2 separate regions of the Mus musculus genome follow, and region 2 is linked to region 1. The links are chromatin contacts, called in public Micro-C maps. All regions are on one chromosome and are shown on one strand. The core of a region is the stretch at or near the end of the contact, and the rest is flanking DNA. Distances in the headings are between cores, read along the strand shown.

Region 1 (3,462 bases), core at 817-3,316:
GATGCTCAGTCTTGGAACAACCACAATACTAGCTGTTCAGGGTCGGGGGTCAGGGTCACGGGGTGGGGGTGGGGACAGGACAGGATGGACATAGGCTCTCTCCATAGATTTCCACTCCTAGGTTCCAGGCTCTGGTTACTCTAGAGCACAGCACAATTGAGAGTCAAGAAGAGGTGATCAGTGACCAAAGGCATAGCCAGATCTGGCCACAGGAGGGAGTGGAGAGAGACTACAACATGATATTGATCCCCGGAAGGCTAAGGTACCCAGAGCCAAAAGGATCCATTCACCAAGGGATCATGGTCAAAGCCCAAGGGCTGCCAGACCTTGGAGTACCCAGGATCTGAGATAAAGTTCTCAGCTTGTGCCAGCCGTTAGGCCAGAGGCCCCTGGGAATAAGAAACTTGAGGAGGAAGGGGTGGGGGGCAGTGTCCAAGGCAGGAACCAGGGTGCACCATAATAGGGCAGAGATGTCCCAGTAAAAGTAGACAGGCCTCTAGTTGTAGAAAGAAGGTGCTGGGTCCTAAATACAAGCACCATCTGCACACCTCAAACGCTGCCTCAGAGAAGAGCCAGGGGCCTGCCAGGCAGATGCTGAGGGGGCAGAGGGTGAGGAGGTGGGGGGCCTTGGGAGTGGCAGGGGGGCGATGGCATACCAGTGACGCAGGGGCCTGAGGAGGCACCGATGCAGGTGACTGGAGGCTTTAAAGCTGCTGCAAACAGCTTCTCACTCTGCCAGAATGTAACACCCCAAAATAAGCAGCTACTGTGGGGCGGCAGGATCCGACGTCGGGGCTTGGAGATATAAATGGCAGCGCTGAGGCAGCCCAGGTACCCACCCCAAGGAGGCTGCCCCCCACCCCCACACACAAAGTGCTCACGCTCCTTCCCTCAGCTCTAACCCAGACCCCGAGCTCAGGGTCCTTTGGACTAGCCCAGCAGCTACTCCTGAGAGAAGGGCTATACCAGGCAGGCGCTTTGGAATGGAGAGCTTCCCACGTGGAAGTGGTTACCAGAGCCTCTTTGTCTACTCCCTGGGCACCATCGCTTCTCTTCCATCTCCTTCTCTGGCTTCTGTTGACATCCTAATCCGTCTCAAATCACTCTACCGCGTAGGGATCCCGGCCCCCACCCCTGGTGACCATTTTCCTGGTGTCTGAGTCTTACATCTATCCTTCCTCACTAGCTTCCGCTGGTTTCTAGTCCTCCCATCCCCTTTCCATTCCAATCTCCTAGAGCCCCAGTCCTCACCCTTCCGGTTATCTCCCCCCCCCCCCCCGCTCCCCTCTAGCTTTTTATGCCCCTGTACACCTCTCTCCTGAACTGGTCACCCTCTCCTCCCTCTTCCTTGGTCTTCCCCTGGACCCCAGTTTCTGGTCGTCTAACCTTTATGCCTCCTCCTACCCCTCCTTTATCCCGCCCCCCACCTCCTCTTTCTCACCCCCACCTCCCTAGACACTTTTCTCATCCTGACTCCCCTCCTCCCTCCGACCCCTACCCTCCCCGCCCCCAGTCTCCAGCCCACACCCTTGGCTGTCACTCAGTGCTCGGAACTAGCCTCCTTTTAGCCCCTCCATCTATGCGACTAGGCAGGGCCATTGGGGAATCTCTCTCTACCCCCTTCATTCCCAGGCAGACCCCTACCCACATGGCTTGTCTTCCCAGGTGACTGGAAAGTGCTGAGACACCGGGCACGAGGAGTTGCTGAGTCGGCGCTTCCCCAGCCGGCCCGAGTCCTCAGCGTCCCCCCGGAGCAGGTGGAGCCGGGACAACAGAACCTGAGCCTCTTTCTCCTCCTCCCAGCCAGCTCGGTCTGCCCTCCGCGTCCCCCCTTGGTCACGAGCTCCCCGCACATTCCCGCAGGCTCCAAGCCCAGTGCCCTCCTGCGGCTGGCAGCTCTGGGGGCGGAGGCGCCGCTCCCGCGCTAAGCGGTTTTTTGCTCCCTACCCACCCCACCCCCTTCACTGCCCCACCCTCGTGCCCAAGGAGAGGGGCGCCTCTCTCTCTAGTGTCCTCCCGCCGGCCGGTGTCCCTACCTTGCAGCAGGCGCCGGAGCCCGGGCAGCATCTTGTCTCGACGATCGGGGGAGGGGGCGGCGGGGGGGAGGGCACTCCCACTCGCTCCCTTATCCCGCCGGACAGACGGCGGGGACTCCGCGGGGCTCCGTAAGGACCCGGGGAGTCCCGGGCTACGTAGCGGGGCTGCGGAGTTCTACCCTGCGCCCCCCGGACTCCGTGCCTCGGAAGGAGCCATCGGCCCCGACGGGACGGGGCGGGGCACGACGGGATGGAAAGGGCTGGGTTGACCCTGGACACCCGGTGTCCGCGCCCCTTCAGCAGCGCGGCCCCGCAGGGAGTCGGTTAGTCGGTCGGTCCGTGCGCCCCGGCTGCTCGCCGAGGGAGAGTGGGGACAGCGAAGAAGCGCTCCCCCCCCCCCCCCATTCCCGCACTCGCTGGCTCCTCCCTCGCTTCCCGGCCTGCCGGTTTAACCCTTTGCTGGCTACTAGGAGGAGGGAGTAGTTCTCCATCTAGACCACTCAGTCTCCGGCCCCCTCCCAACCTTGGGAGATCGGGAAGGCTGTGTTCCCGTAGCCTCTGCGGCGCCATGCCTTTAGAGAAATCCCTTCTTGGTGTGTGTGTGTGTGTGTGTGTGTGTGTGTGTGTGTGTGTGTGTGCGCGCGCGCGCGCGCATGCAGTAGTGTTAAGTCCCCTCCCCACCCCCACCCCCTGACTTGTTCAGGGTGAGGATTTCCCAACTTTCCCAGAAGATATGCAGTTTCAGAGCAGTTTCCCACTCAGCGCCCCTCCTCCTGCCCTGCCCTTCGCGATCGTTTGCGTCCCTTAAAGACTGCAAAATGTCACGTTTTCTTTTCTTCCTAGACCCTCAGGGCGGTTTGCATAGCTATAGGACCAGTGTGTCTAGGAGTTCGTGTGAGCAAGTGTATGTGCGCGTGCTCGCGCGCGCAGACGCTTGGGCAGGTGTAGCTGAGTGCTGGCCTTTTATTCCTGTCGGGAACCAGGACCAGGGCGGGAGTACTAGTGTGTGCTCGCTGGTTTCTGCTCTGGTTGAGCCACGCGAGGGCTGTGTGAAATTCTGCGCGCTCGAGTTCGGGATGGGAGGAGAAGGGAATAAATGTTCAGGTGTGTTGTATGTACCTTAAAGCTTTTTACAAATGGGTGTAAGTTTGAGCGTGCGTGCGAATTGTGTGCGTGTGTGAACGCGCGCGCGTGCGCGCGTGTATTTACGTGATATGTCCCAAAGGGTATGATTTCTTATCTCTCGCCAGAGGGCAGAAGAGGATCCAAAAGTGGTAGCAGACTGCTGGTTCACAAAAACTTCTAACCCTCTTCTTACCAAGGGGCGGATAGGGGCCTCATAGGGTCCCTAGACGCCTCTATCCTGGCGGAGTCAGCCAATCCCTGACCTCAGCGCCTTATTTTAAAAGCCTCAACGCCTTTCGCC
Region 2 (3,175 bases), core at 112-2,611, 5.7 Mb after region 1:
CACCAGCTGGGTGATTCCACTCTTTCACTTCTCTCCCTCAGTTCCCTATCTGCAAAATGGGAATGTCCCCCCAGCTGCCTTGCATCACATCCCCTGCCATGAAAATACCACTGAGAGAAAAGATCCAAAATTCGAGTCCCACCATTATCGGAAAAAAAAAAGTGAAGCAAGGAAAAAAAAAAAAGAAAGAAAAGAAAAGTCTGGAGGGGAGGGGTATAGCTAGCGCCCACAAAGCACGAATGCACACCCAGAAAAGCCAGCACTATCTCAGGAGCGATGATGAGAACAGAGCCAGCAGCCTCAAGGGACGCCTTTGAGCGGCCACCTTGGCAAGGCTGGGAACTTTCCCCCACAAAAAGCGCCCTCGGTTCTGAGTCCGGCGCTTCGCCCACCGCCCAGCGCCAGGGCCTGTCCCCAAGCACCCGGCCACCGCCACTGCCCTTCTGTCCAAGCCCTCGTGCCCCTCCAGGCCGGGTCGTAGGTCGGCCTCGGCTCAGCCAGGCCGTCCCTGCTCCGCATCCACAGCCCTCCGCAAACACGCCCCCTCCGGCCGCTTCGGGCGCGCAAGCAGGGCCCGCGCTGGCCAGACGTGACCAGCTCCGGGAAAGGCCGGGCCACCGCCGCCTGCAGCCCATGCGGGAGCTTCTATGGAAGAGTCAACGGGCACGGCGGGGGACACCCTGGGGACCCCGGAATCCTGCCCTTCCCCTGGCACCCGGGAGCCAGGGAAGGGGCTGAGTGGCGGGAGCAGGAGGCTGGCCAAGATCCCTGCCAGCCTCCTCCAGGAGGAAGGCTCCCAGGACCACGATCTCTCAGACCCTCGCCGGGTGTTCCTGGAACGGGTGACACCCGGGCAGGTGCAGGCGATGCCAATTCGGCCCGCGTCTTCCTACCACACGCCCAGGCCCACTCGAGAGCTTACCTGGCCCTGGCGTAGCAACAGCAGCAGCGGCAGCAGCGCCCAGCGGAGCCCGGGCGAGCGCGGGGGTGTCCGCGTCTCCCGCGCCGCGGGCTTCATGCCCTGCGCGCCCTGGAACGTGCCCGGGACGCGCCCCGCCGTGTGCCCGAAGCCGGGCGCCCTCGTCTCCGTCTCCAGCCGACGCCTCCGCCTCCTTCTCCGCCAGCCGGTCCGCCTAGTCCCCGCTCCGCCCGCCCCGGGCTTCCCCGGGGACATGGCAGCGGCGGCGGCGGCGGCCACACGGCGGAGCCTAGCGCGCCTGGCGCGGAGCGGCCGCGGCCTTAGACTCGCAGGGGCTTCGCGGGGCGGAGCGAGCGGCGCCCACCCTCCGCGCGTGGCTCCCAGCTCCCGGCTCCCGCGGCCCCGGCTGCTCCCTCTGCCTCCTCCGCGCGTCATGCGGCTCCGGCTGCAGGGAGCCGCGCCGAGCGCTCGGCCCCCTCTCTTCCCCTCCCCCTCTGAATATTCATCGCTTCCTCCCGCTCGGGCGGGCCGGCCGCTGCCGTGCTCCGCGGCCCCTCGCCGCCCTCTCGCCGCGGCCCCCGCCCCCAGCGAGCTGGCGGCGGGCGGGGAGTGGGCGGTGGCGAGCCCGGTGCACGCTCTGGCGTCTCCCCTCCCGCGGCCGGAGGAAGCGCCCCCTCCCTGTCCGCCTAGCCCTCCCACATTCCTGGGACTCGGGACCCGGGACGCTGCTCCACTGTTCCAGAGCCACGAGCTAGTATGGATGGGTCAGTAGGGACTCTTCAGCCTGGGACTCCCTCCCTGGCTCTGGCTTGAGCGTGCCTCTTGCCCAGGTCACAGTCGTGCTTGCTTCTAGACCGCAATCTGGTGAAGCCTGGCCCGTGGGTGGGCTTTGGGGGAGGGTGTGGGTGAACCCCCCGAAACTATTGGAAGCACACCATGTATTCTGTTCTCTCCCCAGACGCTGGGCCAGGAAGTCAGAGAGCCTGCACAGAAGCTGGTCCAGTGATTAGAGCCCCAGCTGTGGCATATGGCAAGCCCAGCTGTGCTATATACTAACTGTGTAATCCTGGTTGTGTGACTTGGAGAGAGATGCCTCACCTCTCTTGACCACTCTATGCTCCTGTGTAACAGGAAGATACTACGGGTACCTGTCTACCGAGACTTGCCTGGCGATTAAATGAGATCATGGGTAAAGTCCCAAAGAGGGTGGGACATAAGGTGAGCCCATCTGGCAGCTGTCATCACAAGTCCTGATCTGAAAGGAGTTACAAATTACCACGAATACTGCTACTGTGCCCAGGCTCACGAGAGGAAACCAAAGAGCTCTATCTACTGCACCTAGAAGTAATGACAGACAGTACCAAACCAAGGCATGCTAGGGAGGGAAAGACTGATTCTGACCAAAGGAAGAGGTGACACTTGAGCTGGGCTTTGATGGATGGTTGGGTTTCACCGGGCAGAGAGAGGGGAGCAGTGTGGCAGGAAGTGGGAGCAACTTGGCAAAAAAAAAAAAAAAAAAAAAAAAAAAAATCAGAAGGCAGATTCTTCAACCTTGACCTTCTGAGAAACAGAGAAACAGGAGCGTTCTATTTGGGAAGACCTGAGCAGCCAAGATAGTGAAGTGAATCTAGTCTGGACCCTATGAGAACTGGAATGTAGACCACCAGGTGTCCAGCCTGCTTCTAGGCATCCCTTGGGCCTCAGAGTCCCAGCTTCACGCAGAGAACAGAGGGGAAAGGGGCTGCACCTGTCCTCTGGTATTTTGCATTTGATTAAACACTATCTGGTTATCACAGCCCACAGGAGTTATGTTCCTCCCTGCCTCACTCTTCTTGAGGCAGAAACAGGTGTTTTTTAAAAGCACTCACACCAGCCAGGCATGGTAGCACACAGCTTTAGTCACAGCAATCAGGAGGCAGAAACAGGAGGAGGTAAATTCAAGTCCAGCCTGGTCTACAGAGTGATTTCCAGGACAGCTGGGGTAACATCATAAAGAGACTTCATCTCAAAAAAATTAAAAAATAAAAATAAACAAATAAATAAATAAAGCACCTTCCATGGTGCCCAGAGGAAAGGAGTTATAATGCTAATAGAACTGTACCTGCCCCTGATCCTCACAGACCTTGCACCATCCCAGTTGCCACAGATTCACATCTTGGTTCTGTCAACAGGGGTATGAACTCCTGCATGCCCTTTGATTTCCTACTGGGTAGAATGTATGCCCCCATTTAAGAGGTAGTGACCGTTTAAGAACTA

The links. Hi-C and Micro-C count contacts between places; a contact is called where the count stands out from the background.
Region 2: a contact with region 1 is called in a Micro-C map of embryonic stem cells, with 2.5 times the contacts expected there. The contact joins the promoter of Ptprj here to the promoter of Rtn4rl2 in region 1. A contact is called at or near these places in 1 of 39 promoter capture datasets (cranial neural crest) and 1 of 484 Hi-C or Micro-C datasets (embryonic stem cells).

The regions. Positions count from the first base shown.
Region 1 is chr2:84,884,626-84,888,087 of GRCm38.p6, forward strand. Rtn4rl2 (reticulon 4 receptor-like 2) reads right to left here and starts at 2,067. Exons shown (of 3, transcript NM_199223.1): 1 at 2,037-2,067. The coding sequence starts at 2,067.
Region 2 is chr2:90,579,234-90,582,408 of GRCm38.p6, forward strand. Ptprj (protein tyrosine phosphatase, receptor type, J) reads right to left here and starts at 1,362. Exons shown (of 24, transcript NM_008982.6): 1 at 923-1,362. The coding sequence starts at 1,018. It overlaps Gm46752 (vegetative cell wall protein gp1-like), which reads left to right and starts at 1,522. Exons shown (of 3, transcript XR_001783391.2): 1 at 1,522-1,683; 2 at 1,878-2,137.